2 separate regions of the Oryctolagus cuniculus genome follow, and region 1 is linked to region 2. A link is a contact called in public Micro-C data. All regions are on one chromosome and are shown on one strand. Each heading gives the region's core, a stretch centred on a gene start, on an enhancer-like site or on the middle of the called end of the contact. The rest is flanking DNA. Distances are from core to core; before and after follow the strand shown.

Evidence for each region. Hi-C and Micro-C count contacts between places; a contact is called where the count stands out from the background.
Region 1: a Micro-C map of ear pinna shows a contact between it and region 2, with 4 times the contacts expected there. The contact joins the promoter of PCDH1 here to the enhancer-like site in region 2. A contact is called at or near these places in 2 of 6 Hi-C or Micro-C datasets (ear pinna and an unstated tissue).

What each region holds. Positions count from the first base shown.
Region 1 is chr6:29,439,497-29,445,119 of mOryCun1.1, reverse strand. It overlaps PCDH1 (protocadherin 1), which reads left to right and starts at 2,000. Exons shown (of 5, transcript XM_051844364.2): 1 at 2,000-2,236. The coding sequence starts at 2,002.
Region 2 is chr6:29,385,711-29,391,668 of mOryCun1.1, reverse strand. No RefSeq gene overlaps it. Among named protein-coding and RNA genes, the nearest start is that of PCDH1, 54 kb to the left of the region's middle. Within about 2 kb of position 3,883, at least 3 of the 8 cell types and tissues checked have an H3K27ac peak or open chromatin away from gene starts, as enhancers often do. A contact at or near this core is called in ear pinna, where this site is marked.

The sequences.
Region 1 (5,623 bases), core at 751-3,250, 55 kb before region 2:
ATCACCCAGACTCCAGTCCCTGGTCAGTCTCAGCTGGAACCTTGCTCAGGCTTGTCCACCAGGTCCTCTTCCCAGTCTGGCACCGGCCAGGAGACTGGCTTCTCTCCCCTTCAGATGCCTCTTCATCGCTCCCCAGCCATCCTCTCCCCCGTCCCTGCCCTGTTGCCTGCCTTTCATGCTGGGAACACAGGCTCCAGTCCCGTGTCTACCTTGCCCTGGGCTGAGGTCCCCACAGAGCCCAGCCTGGCTGCTGGGCGAGGTGAGAAAGCCCACCCTGGTGTTGCCGCCCCAGCCCCGTGCTGCTCCGGCCACTTGGTGCAGGATTTGGGTTTGATGGTTGTGGAGCGGGGAGGATGGAGGAGAACATCTGGGAGATTAGCATTTCCTGCCCGGCTCTGCGGCTGCCGATCCTGCTCAGCCCTCAGCCCTGAACACGGGAGGAGAACAGAGGAGTCTTTGAGTGGCTCCCAGCAAGCAGACCGGGGAGGGTTGGCTGCAGTGGGCAGCAGGCGCATGCTGGGGGCAGGGAGGCTGGGGCAGCTCTTCCATGGAAGATTTCTTCTCTCTGGGCCACTGATTCCTTCTTTCGGAACTATGCTCAGTGATGGGGAAAAGTGTGAGCTTTGCAAGGGACAGGGAGAAACCACCTACAGGACAGACCCTCCTTGTACCATCTCCCATTTGGAGTCCCCCACCTGGGATCCTGGAGCTGAGCGGGGGTGGGGGGCAGGGACTAGGGCAGAGGGGGAGCCCAGCTGAGGGAGGCTGCTCTGGGGGAAACAGGGGGCAGCCCCTGCTTGCCCTCTTAGCTGGCCAGAAAGCCCACCCTTACCGTAGAAGGCGTCCCACAGATGGAAGCCAGTGCAGGTGAGAGGTGGAGGCAGAAGAAACAGATGACAGCCCAGAGGTAGGAATGGGGGTACTGGGGGTGGGGGTGGGGAAAAATGGACCAGGATCAGAGGCTGCAGCAAATAGACGCTCAGACACCAGTCAACCCATGACAAAGGTCTTTACACCCAGCGGCCAGGCCTTGCCAAGCACCGCCTTTTTCATTCTGACCTGGAGCACTGGGCCCCTGCGCCGGGCGGGAGGTCCTCTTGAACCCGGGCTCCGTGGGGTCCTGGGTTGGGGGGGTGGGGGGGGCACCAAACCCTGGCGCAAGAAAGGGAGTGCCCTAGACGCTCGGCGGCCTCTAGATGGCGCCAGAGAGCCGGCGCTGAGCGGGAGACACCGAGTATTCGAGTGTGAGGCTCTGCGTGTGCCTCCGAGTGTGACTCGGTGAGTGTGACAGGGAGCGTGTGGCACTGCGAAGGCGGGTGACACAGGCCGTGACACTGCGGGGTCTCGCGGGGTAGGGACCCGCTCCGCTGTGTCGCCGGCCGAGCGTGAGGCCGCGCGCGTCTCCACCCCCGAGCAGGTGGCTGGGGGCCCTGACGGAGCCTGCGCCCAGGGGTCGCCCCACACTCATCCCCGTTTGCCTCCCTCACCCTCACTTTGGGGCCCCGGGGGGGTCCACCGTCTGCCCCTCTCACAGTCCCCTCCGGGCCCCACCTCCGGCTCTCTGCGGCCGATGAGGCTGACCGCTCTGCGGCTCCGGCCGGGGGAGGGGCGGACTTCCCCGGGCGCCGCGGGCTCTGCGGGGGTCTGGGCGGGAAGTGACTCTGGAGGCGCAGGTGCCCAGGGGGGAAGGCACCAGCGGAGACGCTTGGCGGCGTCGCCTTCCCGGGGGCAGAGTGGGGACAGGTGCCTGAGTGGGGTGAGGAGGGGACCTCGGAGGGGTCCCGGACGCAGCTCCGCCGGGGTCAGCGTCAGCGCGCAGAGCGAGGAGGGGGACGGCCGACGAGATGGCGCGGGGCGGGGGGCGTCCCAGCTAGGGGAAGAGGGGCTCGGGGTCCCCTCCCGACGGGACCCGAGCTCCACCCCCCGGCCGCAGGGGGGCGGGGAGGCGAGCGGGAGGCGGGCGGGCCGGGAGGGAGGGGGAGGCAGGGGGCGGGCCGGGCCATGCGCTCCGCTCGCGCTGGCTCCGCCGCCGCTGCCGCCGCTGCCGCCGCCTCACACACTCGGGGAGCGGGAGCGCGGCGCGGACGCCAAGCCGCCGGGCTGCTGCGCCGGGAGCCAGCCCGAGCCGGAGCCCGAACCGCAGCGCCAGCCCCAGCCGTGCCGAGCCGTAGCCCGGGCCGGGGCCGGCGGCCGCTCATGGACAGCGGGGCCGGCGGCCGGTGCTGCCCCGAGGCGGGTAAGGATCTGGCGGCGGTGGAGGCGGCAGCGGCTCTGGGGCCCGGAGCGCGCCATGGCCGGCGGGAGCTGAGGGAGGGGCGCTCAGCGGAGCGAGGCCGCGGGGGCCGGGTCCGTGCTCCGCGCGCGGGGACTAAGGTGGGGGTGGCCGGGAGCACCGAGAGGGGGTTGCTGCCGGGCAACGTGGCCTCCAGGGTTCACGGCTAGAAACCGAGAGAGGGGAGGGGGTCCTGAGCCGGCCCCCGGCCCCAGTACCCCGCATCCGGGCGCGCTTGGGGCGGCAGGGATAAGGAGACTCCAGGCGCGCGCCGGGGGAGGATGGTTTCGGGGAAGCTCGCGGCCCCCAGTGTGGTGGGGAGCTCCGGTGGACCGGAGCCGGCAAGGGACCCTTGTCCACAACACACGCGCGCGCGCGCACACACACACACATGCACACACACTTGTTGGGCGACCAGCTCGGCTCACTCCGGCGCCTCCCGCTCCCCGCGGGTACCCAGGGCCATACCGCCGACATGTCTACACCCATACATACATCGGCACATGTGTGCGCTGACATACCTCCCGCACACCAGCGCCGGCTGGGCCACCGTTAACAGCTCAGAATGCGCTTCGGCGTCTGCACGACCAGCAGCACGGACACACGACCGGTGTGACACAAACACAGCCGTGGGCCCTCAGCTCACATACGGGTGTCAAGGCCAGTTTGTCAGATGCACACTCAAAACCCGGCCCCCGCACACATTCCTGTAGGGAACCCACCCTAACGTAGATCCTGTGACCCACGCCTTGGCCAGAACGCAGGTGTGTGGGGCAGGTCTGGATGGCACCCAGCCCGGGGTCTCGGCACGCTTCCCCAGCAGCCAACGGCGCCCACGGCAGCGCCTCGCGGCCACACACACATCACCCACGGCTTCGCACATCCTCCGCGCTGGTGTCACACACCTGACACCGCTGGTGTCACATTACACCCCGCAGCGCAGCCGCGCCGGCGCTCGGCCCTGGCCCCTCTCCCTCGGAGGCCAGATTCTGGGGAGCCATCGGGGTCCGCGGCGAGCCCCCAGCGCGCAGCCGCCTCAATCGCGACATTGTTATTGTAAATGTCCGCACGACGGGAGCCTCGGGGCCGGCCGGACCGGCTTCCTGGCCGGCGCCTCCCCACCCCCACTCCGGGGCCGCACCGGCTGGGTGTTCCGGGAACGAGCCGGACTTGGCAGGCCGCGCCGTGCCTCCGCCCGGGGCTCTGGGGACCTCGGTCCTCTTGCAGAGGGTGCAGACCTGGGGCGGTGTTTGCGGCCCTCTTAGGTCGGTTTAGCTGAATTCTCCAAGCCACCGGGGTTGCCAGCACACCTGGGTGGCCTCACACCTGGGCGGCTCCTACCGTCAGGGCCCCGCTGCGGGCCAGCCGTGGGAGCAGGCAAGGCCCTGAGCCCGAAGCGAGATCACGGCAGGCGCGGAACGGAAGGGCGAGCTGGACTCGCGCCCCTTCCCCCGCTGCCCTCCCCAGCTCAGACTTCTGGCCTCGATTTCCTCAGCAGGGGTCGGCGACTCGTCCTTCCGGCGGGAAAGATCTCGGCCGACGCTGAGGCCTTTGAGGACCGAGCGCAGGGGCAAAGACCCCCTTCCCGCCCCGCTGCGCGTGGGTCGGGCTTACGCCAGTGTCCCCGCCCGGTCCGGCTCCCTCCCAGCCCCCTGCCGGCGCCCGCGGCTCATCTCGGCTCTGCCGGCGCCAGTTTGCGGGAGACCAGAGGCCGGAGATGGCGAGGAGGGATTCCCCGCGGCGGCCCAGGGGCGGGGGACACTCGCTGCCGGCCAGCTCGGGCGCTCTCGCGCCGCGCTGCGCTCTGGTCTCGGCTCGCCTCGGGCTCCCGTGGCCGGGCGCCGGCAGTGTGGGGGTGGGGCCGCCGGAACCCGAGGAACCGCACGGTCCCCGCACCCCACCCCACGCCGCACTCGCTCGGCTGCCTCTGGGAGGAGACGCTCCGCGCGCTGGGTGTGTGCTGGGAGCGCCCGCCGACCAGGGCGGTGCGGACGGGGCTGCCCAGGCGGGTAGAACCGGCGACCTGATGCCGGAAGACGCAGGCTGTCTTCCAGCACCTGCTCTGGGTCAGTCCCCGGGTGCCGCCGGCAAAGGGGCCGCCCAGGTGTTTTTGACAACCCAGAAGGGTGGAGGTGGGGGGAGGGGGCAACTCCCTGGACGCTGGGGTCTGAAGTTGAAACCTGGGGCTACAACAGGACGCGCAGCGCCAGGGCGAGGGTGGAGAAGCGATCTCCGGAGATGGCCAGCGGCGGGGGGTGGTAGGGGAGCAGGTTGGGTTGTTAATTTCTGGCCGCCTTTCCTTTTTCTCCCTTCCCCCACGTACCCCCGGGCCTCAGTTCCAGAAGGGACTTCAGATGCAAAGGGGTATCTGGGTCCGGCGGCCTCCAGGCGGAGGGGCGGGCAGGCTGGAGAGTGAAGGGCTGGGAAGAAAAGGGTGGAAGGGCCGGGAGGGGGCCTGCAGGGTGGGGGAGGAGCTAAGTAGGAATCCAGGCTGGGGGAGGGGAGGAAGCCCTTCTGTTGAGGGGTGAGCGCTGCCCCTTGAGCAAGGATATGAGGGCTGCACTGAGGTTTTCTGCTGAACCACGTCGTGAGCACTTTTGCCGCCTGCCCGAGTCTGCAGGACCAGCAGTAGCAGACATAGCCTTTTTGCCTTGGTAGGCCTGGCCAGCAGGCAGGAGAAGGGTTCTTTGATCATCGAACTCATGAGCACCTACTACGTGCCTGGTGCTGGAAATAAAATGCTCTCTTCAGTGATTTTAAAAATCTGTCCTTGACAATGAATAGACCTCGGAAGCATCCGATCTCATTCGAGTCTTCCCAGGTAGCTTCAAGAAGCGGGGTTCATTATTTCCACTTCACAGTGTGGAAAGAGGCTCACGAAAGTGACTTCCTTGGGCTCAGGTCACCCAGCGAGGAAGTGTCTCTCCAGAAGGCTGGTGCCTGGGAGCCCCGCAGAGGCCAACAAAGGTTTGCAGGAGGGAGGGGGGAGCTGAGGGCTGCACAGCCGGTGACTCCACCCCACGCAGCCCACTTACTTACCCTGAGCTCCCAGATGATGCCACACAGTCCCTTTGTCCCTTGATGGTGTGTACCCACAGTAGTAGTGACTGCTGTGGAACTGTGCTGGGTGACCTGGTCACTGGGACAGTGACGGATGTGTTTCCTCCCAGGGCCACAGCATTCTGCAAGCAGTGGACCCTGTACCCCACATGAACCTCACCCCTGCCTAGATGTTGGCCGGCAGGGGGCCTTTCCCTCCACTCCTCATGGCTTTTCCACGCTCAGGCCTAAGAGAAATGAATCCCTGTGCTGGACTCTGCTGAGGCTCGGACTTCTTAGGGTCCTGGGCAC
Region 2 (5,958 bases), core at 2,634-5,133:
TGAAAAGGCAGCCTCACCCTGAGAGACTTTGCTGGAAATGAGGGTGGTGATGGAGCAGGGGGCTGGGAGAAGTTTCAGACAGCTGAAGCGCGTGTGTTGAGGGAACTTCATGATGGCCAGGTGGACTGCTTGGCATCTTTCAGTATCTCTAGAATAAAAAGCCCCCAGAGAGGGGCCAGAGCTCTCCGGCATTGGAAGACAGGAAGACATTCTCAATGTGTGTCTCCAGGCTCTGCAGAGGAGATGGAGCCACACGTGGCTTCCACCCACTTTGCGTGTTGGCCAGCACCCCAGCTTCCCCAGCCGTAGTAGCTCCTGCAGGCCCCGGGCGCCAGAAGCAAGCAACACCGCCCAGGAGGTTGGAAATTGATTGTCCCTTTGAGTCCAAATCCCCACCCCCAACCCCAGCCCAGTGAGCTGGCTGATTGGCCCTCCGTGAGTGTCGGCTGCCAGAGGTGCCATCATCCTGCCCAGGAGCAGGGAAGAGCGGGCAATGGCTTCGCAGACAAGAGCCTCCTCCCAGAGCTACGGCCAAGGCCCCAGAGCTCCCAGGACCTGTAGGATTTTTTCCCCCTTGGTTGTGTTTGGAATTGGCTGGTTTTCTGGGCACCAGGCCCAGCTCAGTTTAATTTTTGTTTATTTTTATGTACAGATTCTCTTCTGTTTGGGGAAGAGCTTTGTGTAAATTATTATTATTTATATGATAAAGAATAAATCACACCAAATAAAAAAACCCACAATCTCTTTTTCTCAATAGAATTACTAAATTAGGGGCTGAAAGGAACAGCCGATATGCTGGGGTTTGGTTTCAGGAAAGCTTTGGACATGGATTCCCTCAAAATGCCTTAGTAAATGGGCTCTGTTATCCCAGTTTGATGCTGTGCACGCAGCCTGCTGAGGCACATGGGGCCTCCCTGGAAGACTGCAGTGGTTCAGCCCCGAGGGTGCTGGCTTCTTGGTCTTCCACACACTCCATGCCTTGGAGGATTTTGAAGTGATTAGCCGGTGCTAAGTCAGAATGGGGAAAGAGAGGATTCAGGGACCTTGCCGGTGGCATGATCAAATGCCCCGAACTGGGCTGGGGGCGGGAGACCTAGGAGCTACTTGAATAGTGGCATTATTACATCAAGGGAAAATGAGCCAATCACTTCTTTGCCTATTCATTAAATTTGCATGCTATGAATCTATTGGCTGGAAAGCAATGAGTCAGGAGGCAGGGATGCAGGTGGGCAGGGAACCAGCTTGGCCCAGAGAGTGTCCCCAAGTGCCCCCCCTCCCCAGCCAGGGTAGGGAGGAGTTCAGTTCAGCAGGAACACGTCCCCCCCCCCCCCCCCCCCCTTATCCTTTCATGAAGACCTATTTGGGAACTGGAGAAAGACACACCCAGGGCTGGGAATCTGTCCCAGGGTGGATGGCATCCTAAAGGCCACAGGGAAGGAAAAGTCAGCCTAGCTGTTTTTAGGTTGGTTTTTTTTTTTTCTTCTTCAAATCTCCAAGGACCTCAGGCTACCAGAGATTTCTTAAAACATTTATTTCATTTATTTGAAAGGCAGAATGACAAAGAGGGAGAAACAGAAAGATCGTCCATCCACTGGTTCACCCCCAAAATGGCCACAACAGCTGGTGCCGGGCCAGGCCAAAGCCAGGAGGCTCAGAACCCTGTCCAGGTCTCCCACATAGGTGGCAGGGGCCCAAGCACTTGAGCCATCACCTACCACCTCCCAGGATGCGATAGCACAGAGCTTCTAGGGAAGTGGAGGTGCCAAGACTCGAACCATGCACTGTGATGTGGGATGCCGGCCTCATAAGCGACGGCTTAACCTGCTGCGCCACAACACGAGCCCCTGCCAGAGGCCTTAAAACATAGGCCACTGACAGCATTGCCTACCAGCTTTTGCTCAGACTGTGTGCTCTTCCTAGAATGGACTTTCCTGCCTGCCAATTCAGGTCCTACCTTCACTTCAAGGCAAAGCTATAACCACCATTGTGGGTAAGAACAGCGTCGCTCGAGCCTCCACTGGAGTTTGAAAATTCACTCTGCCACCTAATAGCTGCGGGAGATTTGAGCGAGTTGCTTACTTCTCCCCAAGCCTTAGTCTCCCCGTCCGTAAACGGAACAGCAAGCAGTCACACACAGAGACACACGTACACACATAGACACACACAGGCTTAGAGTAAGGGTTAGCTGAGCACAGGACAGGTTCTGTCACTGTGGTTGTCATTGTAAATAATACTCCAGCAAGCTAACCCAGAGCTCCTCAACTGGGAACTAACCATGCCCCATCCCCCAGCATGTTCTCTGGGACCACAGATTCTACCTCTGAGTTTCTACTTCACTCGTTTCTCACAATCTGCCCTGAATCAGCATTATGTGCAGTCTGGCAGCCCTAGCTGTTTTTGCACCAAGTAGGTACTCAGTAAATCAGTAAAGCTGTGTTTTAAAAACTGCCCAGCTAGTCAAATTCCCAAGCCCTGTAAGAGTTCACTAAATTCTGATCTCTGTGTTCTCGCCCCTGTATCATGCCTGTTCCAGCCGCTCCCAGTGGAGAACAGTGCGGGGTGGGCTGCTCATGGAGGCAGGAAGAGCTGCAGCCTGAGAGGGGCGCTGCCTCCGGGTCCCCGGCATCAGTTTCTTTCCAGTGCCCCTCGGGTGGGTCACTTAGAATTCCAGCCTCATCTCTGATTAACCAACAGCTGACCTAGGACGAGGCTGACCGTCCAGGCCCTCATCCAGCCAGAAGGGGCGGATTATTAATTAGCCACATTGTGCAATGGACTGTGCTGGCCATGACTTTGGAATGGCCAAGAGGCCCCTGGAGAGGCGGCTGGCATAGGTGAGGGAGGTCTGTGGGGGACCATGGGCACCCACGCAGTCGCCCATGCATATCTAGACATTTACACTTGTGGGTTTACGGGTAAACATGGTCCTTGTACCTTGGGAGTACATTCCTCAATCCGTGCATTTGTTCATTTGTTATTTCCTGAAGCCCTACTGTGTGCTAACACTGTGCAAGGTGCTATGCTGGGGTAGTCACGAAGACTGACAGCATTCCTGCCCATTCTGAGCCTATTTTATTGTGAGGGGAGAGACTGACATTAAGAAGGCAAATAAATAAATAATTTCAGATTGTGAAAATACTATTTTTAAAAAGGATATATTTATTTATTTATTTAAAAGGCAGCGTTACAGAGAGAGAGAGAAAGAGAAATCTTCCAGTCACCGGTTCACTCTCCAAATGGCCACAATGGCTGAAGCTGTGCTGTTCCAAAGCCAGGAGCCAGGAGCTTCCTCCAGGTCTCCCACATAGGTGCAGGGGACCAAGTATTTGTAATTTTAAAATTTTTATTTGTCCATTTTTATTCGAAAGGCAGATAGAGATGGACAGACACATAGAGATCTTCCATCTGCTGGTTCACTCCCCAAATGCCTGCAACAGCCAGGGCGGGGCCAGGCCAAAGCCAAGAACCAGGAGCCAGGAACTCAATCCAGTTTCCCCACGGGGGTGGAACGGACCCGGCTACTTGAGCCACCACCTCCTGCCTCCCGGGGTGTGCATCAGCAGGAAGGTAGAATTGAAAGCAGAGCCAGGACTTGAACCTAGGTACTCTGACTTGTGATAAAGGCCTCCCAGCTGCTGTGCCAAATGCCAGCCTCTCACTTGTGTCTTTCATTGCGCTTAGAATCATATCAAACACCTCCCTGAGGCACATCCTCCTTCCCCATGTTCTGCTGGCCTCTAACCCCACTAGCCTTCCCAATTCCTTGAATAAGATAAGCTCTCTTCTGCCACAGGGCCTTTGCACAGTCTGTCCCCACCATCTTTTCTCTAGTTCAAGCCCATTTCCTTCAGCGTTCAGGAAGCCTAGGGTAAGGGAGCTCTACCTTCTGCAGATCAGGCTCCTCTGTCAGAAGCGCTTACATTACCGATCCTGTAGTCCAACCCCTTATCTCACTCGGTAATTATGCATTTTCAACTTCATCTAATATCAATATCTGACTTCCCCACCAGAATTACAAACCCCAGAAAGCTTCTCTGTACCCCGGCTCCGAGCACAGTGCCTGGTACTAGCCTGGTGCCTGCTTGTAGATGCTGGGGTGCGTTTCAGGCACCAACACTGAGCACCCCAGGGCACACTGGCGACGACGCAGAGAAAGGAAATAGCTCGGGGTCTGGAGGAGGAAGGCCTCGAGGGTAAACAATGGTGGCCTTTAAGTTCCTGGAGCCAGGCTCCGGCCAGGTGAAGAGCCTGGCTGGAGGGGCGGGGGTGGGGCTCCGCGGAAGGAAGCGACACAGATGCCTAGGAGGGTCCTGCCCTCGGAGGGCTCCGTAAGCAAACAGGAGGGCAGAGGGCAGGGCCCTGGGGGCCTCCCGGCCCCTCCCCCCCCCCGAGCCAGGTCGCCTTCTCTGCTGGGCAAGGTGGCGCTGAGTGGCGCGGGGCAGCGGGTTTCCAGCTTCGCCCTGGAGCCGGCTCCTCCTCGGCCTCGGCCCCGCTGCCTACTTCCGGAGGGAACGGGAAGGCGGGGAGGGCGGGCCGGGTGGGGGAGGCTCTTCCGCCCGCCCTAAGTGGCTCCCCAGCTGGGGCAGCGGTGCGTATTTTAAGTGGAGTTTACAGACAATGGATCTCTCTAGGGCTCGGAGGGGAAGGAAGCTGAAATTCAGGACCATTCTGTGAATTCCCGAGTTCTTTGTGTCCATTGTGTGCGGAACAATGCTGTTTGTTCTGCTCGGTTCGCTCCAGGTGGGGGGCGATGGTTGGGCCTCAGCGTTCTCCGAGGGGCGGGCTGCTGGAGCAGAGGGTTGGGGGAGACCCTTTCAAGGAAGGCTGGAAGGTGGAGGAGGGGGGGCACCTCGAGGGAGGTGGGGGACCTGCCAGGCAGCTCCTCTCTCCTCCCGCCATTCCCCAGGGTGCTTAACTTTGGAGGCTGGGGACCTGCACTTGTCCAAAGGCTGCAGACCACGGGAAGGGGGCGGGGCGTAGTGGAGCTGCTGTTCACCGAGTAACCTTGGAAAAGTCACTTCCTCCTTGAGGCTTCCCCTTCTTGCTCTGTTGCCACAGGGGCAGGGCTGGCTAGAGATGGACTGTCATGACCCTGCCCAGCCAGACTTTCCCTGGACCCAGCTGGGTTCCCCTCCAGGTCGGAAAGCCCAGCCCCTCCCTGACTCTCACCCAGTGGCCCTGCGGGAGGAACCCCGGTTGTGTTAAGGCATACCCAGCATCTGGTATGACTGCCTTAGCCCAAGGTGTCCTTGCCTGTCCTTTATCAAACCAGAGAGTGGTGCAGCCAGCCCGACGAGGTTCTAATCACAAGCCTCAAGCGGTCATTTCCTTCTCCAACAGATAAAGCCGTGCTGGGCAGCAGTGGCTGCAGGAGCTTGTGTAGGGGCAGACGGTGGCTACCACTTAGGTGACCCTCAGCCCCACTGAAGCCCAGCTGGCCATCATAAATTCCTTGACGTCTGAGGAAGCGCACGAGCACCACTGACCGCCAGGAACTGGGCACGAGTCGATCACTCACCTCTCAGCTCCAGTTTCAACCCACAATAACCTTCACCCCTAATCCTCGGGGGTTCCGGGAATGAAGCAATAGCTGCCCCGCTCCGTGCTCTGAGCTTTGCCCCAGATGTCCATTCGCTTCCCCCACCCCAAGGTCAGTGGCCGACTTCCTTGTTCTGCAACAATCTGCCCTCACTGATGAGCGTATCCCCGCCTTTTGGGGGTTCCACGTTTGGTGGACCCCGTGCCTACATTATCTTGCACGGCCTGTATTAAAAGCCCTGCTCTGAGGCCAGCGTAGTGGCGTGGCAGGTTAAGCCTCTGCTTGAGACACCAGCATCCCATGTGGACACCGGTTCTAGTCCCAGCTGCTGCATCTCCAGTCCAGCTCCCTGCTAATACACCTGGGAAAGCAGCGCAAGATGGCCCAAGTGCTTAGGCCTCTGCACCCATGAGGGAGAC